Linked DNA regions of Arachis hypogaea: region 2 is linked to region 1. A link is a contact called in public Hi-C data. All regions are on one chromosome and are shown on one strand. Each heading gives the region's core, a stretch centred on a gene start, on an enhancer-like site or on the middle of the called end of the contact. The rest is flanking DNA. Distances are from core to core; before and after follow the strand shown.

Region 1 (6,897 bases), core at 1,898-4,397:
AGGAGACAATTTCGTTTTGTTTCATAAAAACCAGAAAAACATAACTAAAATAGAGAGGAAGAAGGTAACACAGTCATATATATTGCTTTAGTTGCCTTGTGCAATGCAACATACATCCAATCTCCACCATAACGTTGGTAGAATTTTCATTATTAATCCAAGTATTACATAAACCAATTCCTTAGGATTCAACGTAATCCTATCTGAACACACAAATTTTAACATAAACTTGACTTGGCTATGCTAATACCAGACTCACCACATTAAGTGCTTACCCAACTTAGTAAGGGATACCTCTCAAGTACATGACTCAAGACAGAAAATACAACAAAAAAAAATCTGAAATCACTCTTGACTTTTCTCTCAAGTATTTTTCTCAGTCTTTTTTTTCACTCTATGGTTTTTTCTCAATGTCTCTCTTTCTTGTCTTTTACCTCTAAAAAAACTAAGATATACATTGAAACTGAAATGCAAACCAGTAAATAATAAAGAAGATGATGATTCACAATCTTGACTCTATGTACTGAACCCAACATCTGAACTCATAACTTCGTTCTTCATCTTGGCGGAGTGCTCCCTTTAGTGTAAGTGTAATACTTCCAAAACTTCAAACTCAGTAGTAAGTATTTACTCTTTGCTCTCTCTATCAGGTTCTCTCTCCTTGAGCTCTGATGAGATTCAATTTTCCTTTTTGTACCTTAGTCAGAGCCACAATTAGGGTTTCTTTCAAATCAACTTCTTGGATCTTGGGCTTTCAGAAATCATCATTCTCTTTCTTCAATCAACCTCTAAATTAGGGATTTTAAATTTGATTCATTTGTTTGACCGAGGATAACAGAGCAGTAGAAATGAGCTTGCTCAGTGATAATCTCAAATCCAAATCCTTGAAATTGTGCTTTGACTCCAAGTAACAATGTGAGCCATTAATTTATAGTAGAGATAATCAGAAACCACTTTTTTCATTTATCCCAAATTGGTATTGAAGAGAGTTGGAGAAGAAGTGAAGAAATTAACTTGCATGCAAATAGAAATAAATAACATTTATCCTCTAACCTAGCTTAACATGTTTTTTATTAGGGCGATTGGACTTTTGCTTTCTTGAGTAACTTTTCTCTTTCTTTTTTTTCTCTAGTGTATGTGAGTTCGAAGATGAAGCGCTCTCCCTTTTTCTTGTGCCATTGACCAAAGTGTACTTGTGAACTTTAACTTAAGTTTGATTCACTTATGGTTGGATGACTTTAGGCTTGGTTTGTGGATTAAAATTCTTTCGACAACCTTAATTTCTTTGTTCCAATTATTTGGGCTGTAGTAATATTCATTTTGGACCTACATTACTAAATAAAGCAATTGAATCTAATTGACTATTTAACTTAATAAATTAATGTTTATCATTATTATTAAATTAATTATATTTTTAATTCAATAAATAATATTAAAATATTTTTTTATAATATGCTTAACTTATGTCTTTAAAATATTAAATAGTAAAATTTATATTTTTAATTTACTTTTTATTAGTAAAAGACTAAAGGTGGTGTAAGCAAGTGAGCAAGTAATATTAATATGCTATTGGAAATTTTGGTAGGGAAGCCAGATAAGTGAAGCTTTTATGATAGTTCTAAACTTCTAATTATTTCATTAATTTTTATAATATCATTTAATTTTCACTAAATTTTACCATTTAAAATTTTGTAACTAAGTATTTTTAGTAGATAAATTTTTTTTATTAAATTTTACTAACTGTTATTTTTCAAGAAAGAATACAATAATTTTAGAATATTTATTTCTAGAAATTTCTACAATTATCCTACATCAAATACAAAAAATATTATTATTTTTAAATTAATGAAATCATTTTGAATCTTTTTAAACATTTTATAATTCTGTAGTTACACTTAAATTTATATTATTCTGAACCGTTTTTAACTGTAACTTTTTATGTTTTAATATTTATATATCGAAAGATAAAATACATATAAAATATTGTAGAAAACAACATAGTAAATATACAAAAATATAATTTTTGTGGGATATGTAAAATATATCTGAATTCTTAAACAGTTTATGTGGTAATGTATATTTTGGTTTCTAAAAGTAGTTTGATATGTCAATTAGACTTTTAACCTTTTAAAACGACAATAAATTTGTCACTAGGAGATTCTATTTAACTAATCACATCATCATTAATACTAATTATTGTGAGACTAGAACTGGAAGTGAGTCAAACCAGTTCATGAGCCAATTTGAGTTCGACTCGTTAATAGTTCGATAAGCTAAACTCGTGAGCTGGTGTGCGAAGTTTGAGCGTGAAATTGAGCTCATAAATTAAATGATCCGAATTTAAATTTGGATAAGCTCAGCTCATTAGTTCATGAGCTGGTTCGATTATATATATATAATTATTAATATATACACTAATACACATATTCTATATCCATTTAATCTATACTTTTAATATTATACATATAGTATGAAGTAGTAATATATATATATATATATATATATATATATATATATATATATATATATATATATATAATCTTAATTATTTAAACTTTTATATTTATTTTTTATATATAATTTTGATGTAGGATATAAATAAAAAATTATAATTTATTAATAGATAAATAATATATAAAATATATCTTTTTAATTTTTAAAAAATATATAAATTATAATTTATTGATATAAAATTATAGATTATGTTCTTATTATTTGAGGCAGCTCGTGAGATTGAGCTAACTCATGAACTTTTGATGAGTCGAGTTTGAATTTAAAAAATAGACTCAATTATTAATAAGTTGAATCATGAACCAAGCTCAATTTTTGTGAGTCGAATTTGAACTTGGTTTAACTCGACTCAAATCGGCTCACTTCACACCCTAATTGTGACTAAGATAAAAGTTTGCCCCGAGCTATGCTTTTGAAAGTTGGAAACAAAATTAATTATTAAAAAATTCAAAACCACATTAACTTATCAAACGAATATTAAAAAAGAAATTGCAGAGACTAAAAAACGGCAAACCAGCATTATCTCATTAATTCATTAATGTGCCAAAAAATTCTACTGGCTGATATGGAATCATGGGAGAACTAGGTAGAATCATTCAGCTATAAACGGCCGTTATACCTCTCTCTGTCACATAACGGTGCTTTTTCTTTCCGTCAAAGCACGTGACCCAAATCCCAACGCATTCCATAGCATGTGACCATCCATCACACATCATGGTCATTGATGACATGGCATGTAGCATGTATCATGCATCATGTAGTATCATTTATGCGCATATCATCGTATATCGTTATCTTATGACTTGAAAGTGCCGCAGAATGTCTCTGCCTTGTGTTTCATACTTTTATCATGTTGGTGTACCCTCCCCCGATTAGGGTTTCTCCTCCCTCTATTATTCTTTCCTCTTTTGAACGTCGTCGTTTAGTCAACCAATCAAATTATTTTTAGTTTCCGTCTTTGCCCTTAAGACAAAATTTTCCTTTTCCAGTTTGAAGAAAAAATGTTTAATTTTAAAGACTAATTGCTAACATAAAATTTTTTTAAAGATTTTATTTCTATGTGATGAAAACCAACAAAAATTTAGCTTAATTAATTTCTTCTTTTGTTTTTTTTTTCTTCTGAATTTCTATTACTAACCATGTAAAATTACCTTAAAATATAAATAAAGTTATTCCCAAATCTTGTTTGTAAGCCTAATAATCTTTCTAATTCAAGATTCCAAGATATAATGTTTTGTAACTTACATAATATTTCGAGTATTATTTAAATAGATCACATTGTTGTCAAACTCTCGAGTTAACTCGTAAACTCGTAAACTCGTACGAGTTTAAATATGGAATTGAGTTGACTCGAACATAGATTCTATCCTGAGTAAATTCGGCTAGACTCGGTCAAACTCGGACAAACTCGTGAGTTTAGGACCGAGTTAGCGAGTTTGTGTTTTTTTTTTTTTGTTTAAAAAAGCGTCATTTTGAAACAAAAAAAAAAACACTTTTTTTATTAAGGTTACGATAACACTCCCAGAGAATGAAAGAAAACTCACTCACAACTCACTCATCTGCGTCGTTTCTCTCAAGTCTCACTTTCTCCATGTTCTGCCGCAGTCGCTGTTCCCCGTCGAGCTGCCGCTGTTCGCCTGCGTCTACTACCACTGCTCTGATTTGCGCCATTGTCTTTGTGAATTTTACCTATGTTGCCCTCTGCTTTGTATTTCTTCACATCTCCACTATCCGCGACTCCATCGTGCTATCACCGTTTACGAGTTCGACTACTTTTCTACAGTCTTATCTCTGCTCTGATTTGCGCCGTTGTTAATCCATGACTCTTTGTCGCCGTCGTGAAATCCATGACTTTTTGTCGCCGTCGTTTCGTGCTGCTGCTGCACCCTCACCACCGCTGCCTGTTGCACCCTTGTCTTCGATCTGATGTTGCTGGGACTTTGCCCCTTCTTTTCTTCTATATCCTCTATTTTTTGTATGCCTTTTGCCCCTTTTTTTGAGCCTTTGCTTCTTGATTTAGTTTTTTTTTTTTTTTGCTTTTTAATTTTTATTGCTTCTAATTTTAGCCTATTGCTTATTGTTTATGTTAGATGGCCAGATGGTTCATCCATTCATGGCTGATTGGTAATCAATTATTTTGATTAGAGTTCATTTGATTATTTGATATTGTTCAATGATCAATTAAAGATTTAGTATTACAGATTTAGAATTTTTAATTTTGTGTATTCTATATTGTATTTGTATAAGAATAATTATAGAGGATTTGAATGTGTATTTTAAAATATTTGTTATAATGTATGCTACTATTTTAATTTATTATGTGCTTTAAGATTGATATTATTAATTTTGAAGGGTTAGAATTGAGTAAATATTCATTATGTATGAATATATATATATATATAAACTTCATAATAGGTGAACTCGTACGAGTCTACGAGTTAACTTGCCAGTTGAGTCTAGGTGAACTCCACGAGTTTACTTAGACTCGCGAGTTTGACAACCTTAAATAGATGTAATTCAAATTTTAAACTAGAAATATTTTTTGACATAAGTTAGAAGGATTAAACATTTTTTCAACTTAGTCAATTAATTTATAAGAAAATTACTTATCAAATACCTAATCAGATATTAGTACAATGTCAAAAAAATATTTGACTCAATTATTAATTAATTTAAAAATAATCTAAATGATTAGATAACAGTATAAAATTAAATTATTTTACATAATTAATATATAATAATCAAACTAATATGCGAGATAATAAAATGTATGTATGTATTAAGAATCACTAAAAATAGTGAATACAATATAAAAAATATAATGAATTGAAAATACAGTATAGTATTCTAAAAGTAAGAATAATATGGGAGCGAAGGAAGAGCTCAACCACTTGCAAAGGAGAAGAGAAAGGGACTTCAGTTCAAGTTCAAAAGATACAAAAGAAGAGAAAGCACAAAAAAAAATGGTCATAGCTTATAGATCAATCTTCCTTTCTCTAGCTTCTCTTTCCACCTTATATCCACTGTAGTAGTACTGAGTTTGTTATGTTATTGTGAGTTTGCTATGTCATTCAACTCTCTCATGCATGATGCATCTTCCTCTAAAGTGTCTATCATCACTCCTCCCGATGAAAATTAACCTTACCCTCAAAGTTGAAAGTCGGATAAAGTTGTTTCATACTCTCATAACATTTTCAGGTTGCGTTATCTGGTGGTAGTGCTTGCTATTTCATTAATACCTCTTCCTGCTAGCGGTTGTCTTGCTTAACCATGCGGTGTCCCAAAATCGCTTGTAGCTATATCCCAAGATCGTTCTTGCCAAGCAATAAAGGGGACGAGATGTTTGGTTCTGAAGGTCTGCTGCAACACTTCTTCAATAGGTAGGAAAATGTGGAAGATCGGATGAATTTTGGCTAAAGGTGGTAGAGAGAGATTGTAAGTGACCTTTCTAATTCAAGTCGTCGCTGAAAATAGTCCAAAGTAACACATGCTCAGCTTTTGGTTCTTGTGCAATGCAACCGATTGTTTATAAGGCTGGAGCTTGTCATACAATAAATCACCAACTTGCAATTCCAGCTCGTTACGCTTCTTATCGGCTTGGAGCTTCATTTTTTCTTAGGCACGTTGAATGTTTTGTTTAAGGGCAGCAAACAATTCATCCCGCTGTTGTAGTTGTTCCTGGACTGCCGAGGGATCAGAGGGATCGGGTGTGTAGTGAAGCAGGGGCAGGGGCAGGGTGTAAACTCCGAGTAATTAGTAAATAATTAACTAATTAATTATTATTTAAAGAAATTAGAAAATTAAATTTTATAGTTGAATGAAGCAGAAACAATTGAAAAATGAAATTTGACACTAATTTTAAAGATTTTAGTCTAAAATTGGACTAATGAACCGAACCGGTTAAACTAAACCTAAACCGGACTCAAGACCCAACCCGTTCACCCTCATTTAATGGACTTCGGCCATTCCTTCCCTTTCCATACCCCCATCTACGCTGGAATTGAAGCAAAGCTAAAGAAACCTTAACATAACTCGTTTCCAATTTTCAATCCATTGTAACTTTCAATTCGAAACTCCAATTGATGAGTCGTTAGTGGCCATGCATTCGTCTCAGAATTCTCTAAAAAACCCACCGAATAATTTGGAAAGGACTTTGCGTTTTCTCACCCATATCTTCTCTATTCAATTTCAAAATTTGGGGATTTGGGTATTGAAGAATTATATAATTTTGATGATTTAGGTGAACTCTAGCAGCGGATAATCACTGTGTTTTATTCAATTGAGTTGTGGGTAAGGTAAGAAACTCCTATGTCTTGGTGAAATTCTAAATTAGTGAACTCTATGTTGATTATAGTGATAATATATGATATTAGATTGATGATGCGG
Region 2 (6,837 bases), core at 2,751-5,250, 33 kb after region 1:
AACAGCAAATGGTGGCCCATAACTCAAATGGTGATCAAAACTCTGTGCAAGCTGGTGCCATGCAAATCGCTTCCAGCAATGGTATGGTCAGTGTAAATAACACTGCCAACTCTGCATCTGCATCGACCACCACAAGCACCATTGTTGGACTTCTCCACCAGAACTCAATGAATTCTAGACAACAAAGTTCAATGAACAATTCAGGCAGTCCCTATGGAAGCAGTTCTGTTCAGATTCCATCCCCAGGTTCCTCGAGCACTGTTCCACCGGCCCAGCCTAACTCATCACCTTTCCAATCACCTACACCATCTTCGTCCAATATTCCCCCACAAACATCTCACCCCACCACCTTAACGTCCGCCAATCACATAGGCGCAACAAACTCATCGGGTAACATGTCCTTGCAACATCAGCAATCACCTCTCTCTGGTGAGGCAGACCCGAGTGATGCTCAGAGCTCCGTACAGAAAATAATACACGAGATGATGATGTCCTCCCAGATGAATGGCACAGGTGGAATGGTAGGTGTTGGTTCTCTTGGGAATGACGTGAAGAACGTAAATGGTATTCTGCCGGTGAATACCAATACGGGGCTCAATGGTGGCAATGGCATGGTAAGCAATGGTGCGATGAACAGTAATTCCGGCGTTGGGATTGGTAGTTACGGCACAATGGGTATCGGTCAATCCGGTATGCCTAATGGAATGAGAGCTGCTATGGGAAATAATTCTGTCATGAATGGAAGAGGAGGAATGGCCTCAATCGCGAGGGATCAAGCCATGAACCATCAGCAGGATTTGTCAAATCAACTACTTAGCGGTCTAGGAGCAGTAAATAGTTTTAATAATCTTCAATTTGATTGGAAACCATCTCCATAAAAGAGCCTCTTTGTAGATGGTGAGTGGGATGTTGTGGTTCTTTCTTCGAAGCTGCTTCCCAGTGCAAGCAATGGTAGATTGCCTTCGGCCGTCGAACGATAATACAGCAGAATTGCTATTGGGATAGTGATAGCCTGATAGGGCGTAGGCCACTCTGCCAATATATGATTTTATAATATAAGAAATGGAAATATTTGTTGGCTGGTTGTGTGGCTGATGGGGCTGGTTTTTCTTGTGAATTCAAGTGTAACCTTTTTTTTTTCTTTTTATATTTTAAATTTTTGTCTTGATGGCTTTTTCCCCAGACTCATCTTTGATTCACGCCCTAGCACGAGGAAGGTCACAAAATTTTGGGCTACAAAATGCATCTGGTTGTTGGAAGAACAGAGTTCCTCTGCAGAAGATGATTATCTGATGATGATGATGATTAAGGAAGTTTAACATCTACAATATTGAATTAATGATTTATCCAATGTAGCCTTTGCAAAAATGTGGAGAGAATATATATATATTATTTAAAGTGTTCAATCCATATATGGAAACACTGCCCTTAACCTATATATATATATACAGAGAGTAGCGTCTAGGACAAGAAAAAAGAATGGTAGACAAATGAACAAGAAAATTTCTCCAATTTCATGCCATTATTCTATTGTGATCGAGTAAATGATCAATATGGTATTTCAAATTGCAAGTGTATTTTATTTTAACCCTTAGAAAATTTGAAAGCATTAATTTAGTATTTGACTAATCTAACTATTAGTCAACTTTGACTGTATCGTTGACATTTTATGTCAAATGTAATAGTAGTTGATTGGTCATTGACTAACAGAATGTGATACTAAAATAAAAGAGGTTGCGAATTGAAAGACCAAATTGAATTTAGTCGATTTTGTGTATAATCAAATGTCAACATATTTATCAAGTGTTGCTGACAAAGTGGACTTGGGGACTGCACCAATGACGCTCTCTTTCTTCTCTCCATTCTTGAAGAAGAGAACAGTAGGAATGCTTCTGATGCCGTACTGTGTGGCTATGTTGGGACAGTCATCGGTGTTAATCTTGTAGCATGCTATCTTGCCAGCATATTCTTTTGCCAGCTCATCAATGATGGGTGCTATCATCCTGCATGGACCACACCATGGTGCCCAAAACTCAACCAGCACTGGTGTTTCACTTCCTATCACAAGTTTGTTCCAGCTTGAGTCTGTCACTACTTGCACTGCCAAATTCATCATCATAAACAACTTTCTTATTCTAACTGCTCATAACAAAATCTTGATACAAGTTTCTTATTCCTCAATGAATCTGAACTTTTTACTAATCAAGGTTTAGAGCTTTATGAAATGATAATCTAAAAATGTTATTCACTAATTCATTTACCATTCACTTGGCTGCCCAAGTCAGCATCATCTTACCTTAGCAAAGTCTATATACGGTCAAAGTCAATTCAAAATATCTGATTTAGCGTGCATATTAATATTATTAGTAAAATTTTAAATATATTTTTTAATAAATATATAAAAAAAGCTTGTATTTAATATTTTTTAGAATTTTTTTAATTAATAAGCATTAACATATTTCTTTTAGGATACATACTAACCAAATTCATTTAATAATAACAAAACAACAATGCTACGTGACCCGCAAATATTATCATTTTGGGTTAGTATTTAGTCTGTAATAATTTGCACTCATATTTGCAAATGTTTGCACAAAAAAAATATATAATTTGTACTTATATTTACTCGAATTTGTATATATGAGTCAATACAATTTACACTCACATATTTTAGAAGAGAAACTCTTGGATAGGCAACAATTTTTAGTATTTTTTATCATCATTTGGTCAGCATAAATATTAAATTATCTTTAACAAATAAATTTTATTAATTTATAAACTATATACTTTTTGTGTGCAAAATGTCTATAAATATGGATGCAAATTATTACTAGTCGAAGATGATAATATTTGTTGACCATGTAGTATTATTTAGTTTAAAATTTATACATATAAATTAATAAAATTTATTTATTGAAGATAATTTAGCATTTATAATGACCAAAATTAATAAAAACTGCTTGCCCCTAAAATTTCTGATAATGAAATATTACTTTTTTTTTGAGTGAATACCCCATCCGGTCCCTGACAATTATCTCGAAAGGACAATGAAGTCCCTAAGAAAAAAAACACCCAATCCGGCCCCTGTTATTTTTTTTTGGGACTGATTAGCCCCTGTGCCAAAAAAAACAACATTGAATTTTTTTGACACAGGGGCCTCGTTGTCTTTTCAAAGTAATTGTCAGAGCCGGATTGGGATTTTTTTTGTCAAGGGCCTCGTTGTCTTTCGAGATAATTGTCAGGGGCTATTTTGGGTTTTTTTTATTTTTTATTTTTTTTTTCGGGATTTTCACTCTACTAAATAGACTTCTTAATTACGAGTAATATGGAGACTAATAGGTATAACTATATGCACTTATGGCTTCTAGTCATAATTTGTTATTGTGTGAAGGAAAATTCAAACATGAAAAACCGTACAAGAAAGCAAGTAAGGCTAACAAAGGGTTGTGTGAATGGTAATTACCTTCATTTACCTTTTCACGAGCATTGCAAACAAAAGAGGATTTTCTAGAGGTACCAGCAGTTGAGTAAAGAGATGGATTTGAATTTGATACTGTTGAATATAGCATGGACTTGTTAAATCCTCTGTAAGATGAAAAAACAAGTTTCTTCCTTGAAGACAATGGAGAAAGACATTGAATTCTTGCTGTTCCTACTGTGGTACTTAATCTTAAACAGTTCTCCAAGGCCATGATGCTGATAATTCTTCTTCTTTTTGTGTGTTTTCCTTTGGAGGCAGGTATATTATATTATATAATAACTTTGGTTATATATTATTTATTTTTATTTATATCAGTTCCAGGGTTTGTGGATTTTGTGGATATGCTAGTTTTGTTGAATTTATTTTGTTTTTTATGGTGTAGTATTGTATATCTATTAGTGGATAATTGTAACGTGATTGTGAGGTTCTGAAAAGGCTCAAATTCATGTGGATGTTGTTTAATTTTATGTCTTCACAAAACCTCAACTTTTATCTCACTATAAAGCATCCAACATACTTTAATGACAGATTTTTTTTTTGGTGACACTTTAATGACAGATTGAAACAGTAGTAAGAATTTCTAACGAGTGGTGAGAATTAATATGGGACGATTTATTATTCCTTTCCGTTAGCGTGGGACTTTAATTCACCTCCTCTCTGCTTTGTTATTTTAAGACACAAGAGTAAATATGTTTATGAATAAACGAATTAATTTTGTATGTATGAAAAATAAAAAATTATTATTTTTTATTTATCAAAATTCAGAATATTGAGAATATCTATTCATAAATAAAATTAAGGGTTAAGTATGATTTTGGTCCTTAACGCAGAGGTTTAAAATTTATTTCGTTTCCGGCCTTTTTTTCACTACAAAATAGTCCCAAAAGTTTCAGTTTGTTTTAAAATTGTCATTTTTACCAAATTTTAAATTTTTATTCCAAAAATTACCCTTAACTAAAAAAAAAAAACACAAAACGTTGAATAAGGGGGAAGGAATTCAATTCACGCTGGTTCAGTTCAGGAAAGGGAACAGGGGACAGTTCAGAAAAGGGAATAGGGGACAGAAGAGGGGGAAGGGAAGGCGGGGAAGGGCCACTGCCACCGCTCCTCGCCGCTGCCGCCGCTCCTCGCTGCCGCCGCCGCTTCGCGCTAACTCCAGAGCCACCGCGACCCTCTTCCCTGCTTCTCTCCTTCCCTGTCTCGGACCTCCTCGAACCAGAGCTCACCCCCGACGAGGAGCTGTCACAACACTCCTGTTGTCCACCAGCGGCGAGGCATCTACGGCCTTTGGTGATGAGGAATCTGAAGAAGGCAGCTGGTCCGAGACTGATGTGACGTTGGCGGAAAGGGAGGAGGAAGAGGCAGACGATGGCAGCGGCGGCGATAGTGAATTTGGGCTGGGCGTCGCAGACAACTTGAGCCCACGGAGAACCTGTTCCACGCTTTTGATTTCATTGAAGAAGAAGACGACGCTGTTTTACTTTTATTTCTTATGCTTTTGTTTCTGATTTCATTGAAGAAGAAGATGAATGTTTTTCGTTTTTTATTTCATAATTCAGGTTATTATTTTGCTTTTAATTTTTATTTTTGATTTGATTTTGGATTAGTTTAGTTGGATGTTGATTTTCTGTTAGTGAATTTTAGGAAATAGTTATTGTTGTTGGTTTGATTCTGTTTTTGGTTTGATTCTGGATTGCTTCTGCTTTTGGTTTTGCTTTTATTGTTGTTCTGATTTCATTATTCATTGCTGTTGTTGGTGTTGTTCTTCTAGTTTTGTTTCATTGTTGTTGTTGTTTCACTGCTTTTTGCTTCTGCATTCTGCTTCTGCTTCTGCTTCTGCATGCTTCTGATTCTGCATTTTGAGGAAGAAGGGGGAAGGGCATTTTCGTTCGAATGACGATTTAAAAAAAAACTGAGATCTTTGGGATTATTTTGTAGCGAAAAAAAGACCGAAAATGAAAAAACTTTTCAGCCTCTACCTTAAGAACCAAAACCGTACTTAACCCTAAAATTAACGTGTAATATTTTTATTATATGGAGATAATTGTTTTTGAGTGTAAAACTAATTTCATTTCTTTGTAAGTAAGTTTATCATTGTTTTGAAATTCATGGAAAAAATAATAATTTATTTTTTAAAAAAATGTTTACTTGTAAATAAATATTATTTTATATAAATTAATGGATAGATTTAATTTTTATATAGCATCAATATAAAGATGAAGATATTTATCTATCGTGCCAATAAAATAATTATTTTTTATATTCACTAATAAAAATTATGATTTAAAAGAAAGAATTTAATTGAATTATTATATAAAATATCTTATATGAGATATTTATCAAAATTACTTAATATTTTTTATAAAAGATACTATATGTATGCATGTATGAATACATATGTTTAATTTATTTTTAATATATATTTTGTATTCGAGTATAAATTTTATATTAGTACTGATATTGGTGTATATTTAATATAATTATTTTTTAAATATATTAAATTATTTAAAAAAATCCAACCAGTGCTGAATGTAATAATATAAAAATACTTAAGGTAATTATTTATGTGAATATTCTAATAAAAATTTTATAATTATCATCATGTAAAAATATTTTATTTTGATTATTGAATAATAAATTTTAGGGCTTAATTTTCATATATTATAAAAATATTACATTTGTTTAAAGTGTGCAAAAATAAATAAATCACAATTTTAAATTAAGATCATTATAAGAATATGTTTTTGATATTTTTATTGGAGTAATTGCTAATTATTTATTGGTTTAGAAGAAAAACTAATTATTGATTATAAATTTATAATTAAAATGTCTATGAGAATCTAGAACTACTATTGTCAAGAGACATCATTACGCGTTGCCCAGAAATCAATCATCAAATTCTGCAAAGAGATGCTTTATTTCACGAGGAAAAGCTTCTTTAAATTTGTATGTCACACTCCAAAGTACTAATCCAATATGCAAATTGCAAAGTCCAGGGGACCTAAGTTAGAATTAGAATCGGCCAACCCACATTTACGGTTTACCTTCCAATTCCACATTAATCACCAAGCATAACTTTATGACTAACCAACATCCATTAAGCGTGTAGCATCATTTGTTCATTGTAAATTTGTAATGTTCATGACCGAATATATTACCACCCATGTATGTAATTATGTATGTCACATGTATTACTAATAATAATAAGTTGACTATGTACTTTATGACTGTTGACCCAAAAAGAAGTCATTATGACTAGAGGAATGATCAGGGAGCTAATTTTTTTTCTACATTGCAAATTATTTTGTGTATTCCTGTATTTTATGTTATACACAAATATTATTGGCCCCTCTCAA

Evidence for each region. Hi-C and Micro-C count contacts between places; a contact is called where the count stands out from the background.
Region 2: a Hi-C map of leaf shows a contact between it and region 1, with 2.1 times the contacts expected there. The contact joins the promoter of LOC112765176 here to the enhancer-like site in region 1. A contact is called at or near these places in 3 of 8 Hi-C or Micro-C datasets (leaf and an unstated tissue).

The regions. Positions count from the first base shown.
Region 1 is chr17:124,076,259-124,083,155 of arahy.Tifrunner.gnm2.J5K5, forward strand. No RefSeq gene overlaps it. Among protein-coding and RNA genes, the nearest start is that of LOC112765174, 22 kb to the right of the region's middle. Within about 2 kb of position 3,148, at least 2 of the 3 cell types and tissues checked have open chromatin away from gene starts, as enhancers often do.
Region 2 is chr17:124,108,411-124,115,247 of arahy.Tifrunner.gnm2.J5K5, forward strand. It overlaps LOC112765176 (thioredoxin), which reads right to left and starts at 4,001. Exons shown (of 2, transcript XM_025811056.2): 1 at 3,464-4,001; 2 at 1,742-2,100. The coding sequence starts at 3,692. The coding sequence ends at 1,781. LOC112765174 (transcriptional corepressor SEUSS) reads left to right here. Exons shown (of 10, transcript XM_025811055.3): 10 at 1-1,566. The coding sequence ends at 878.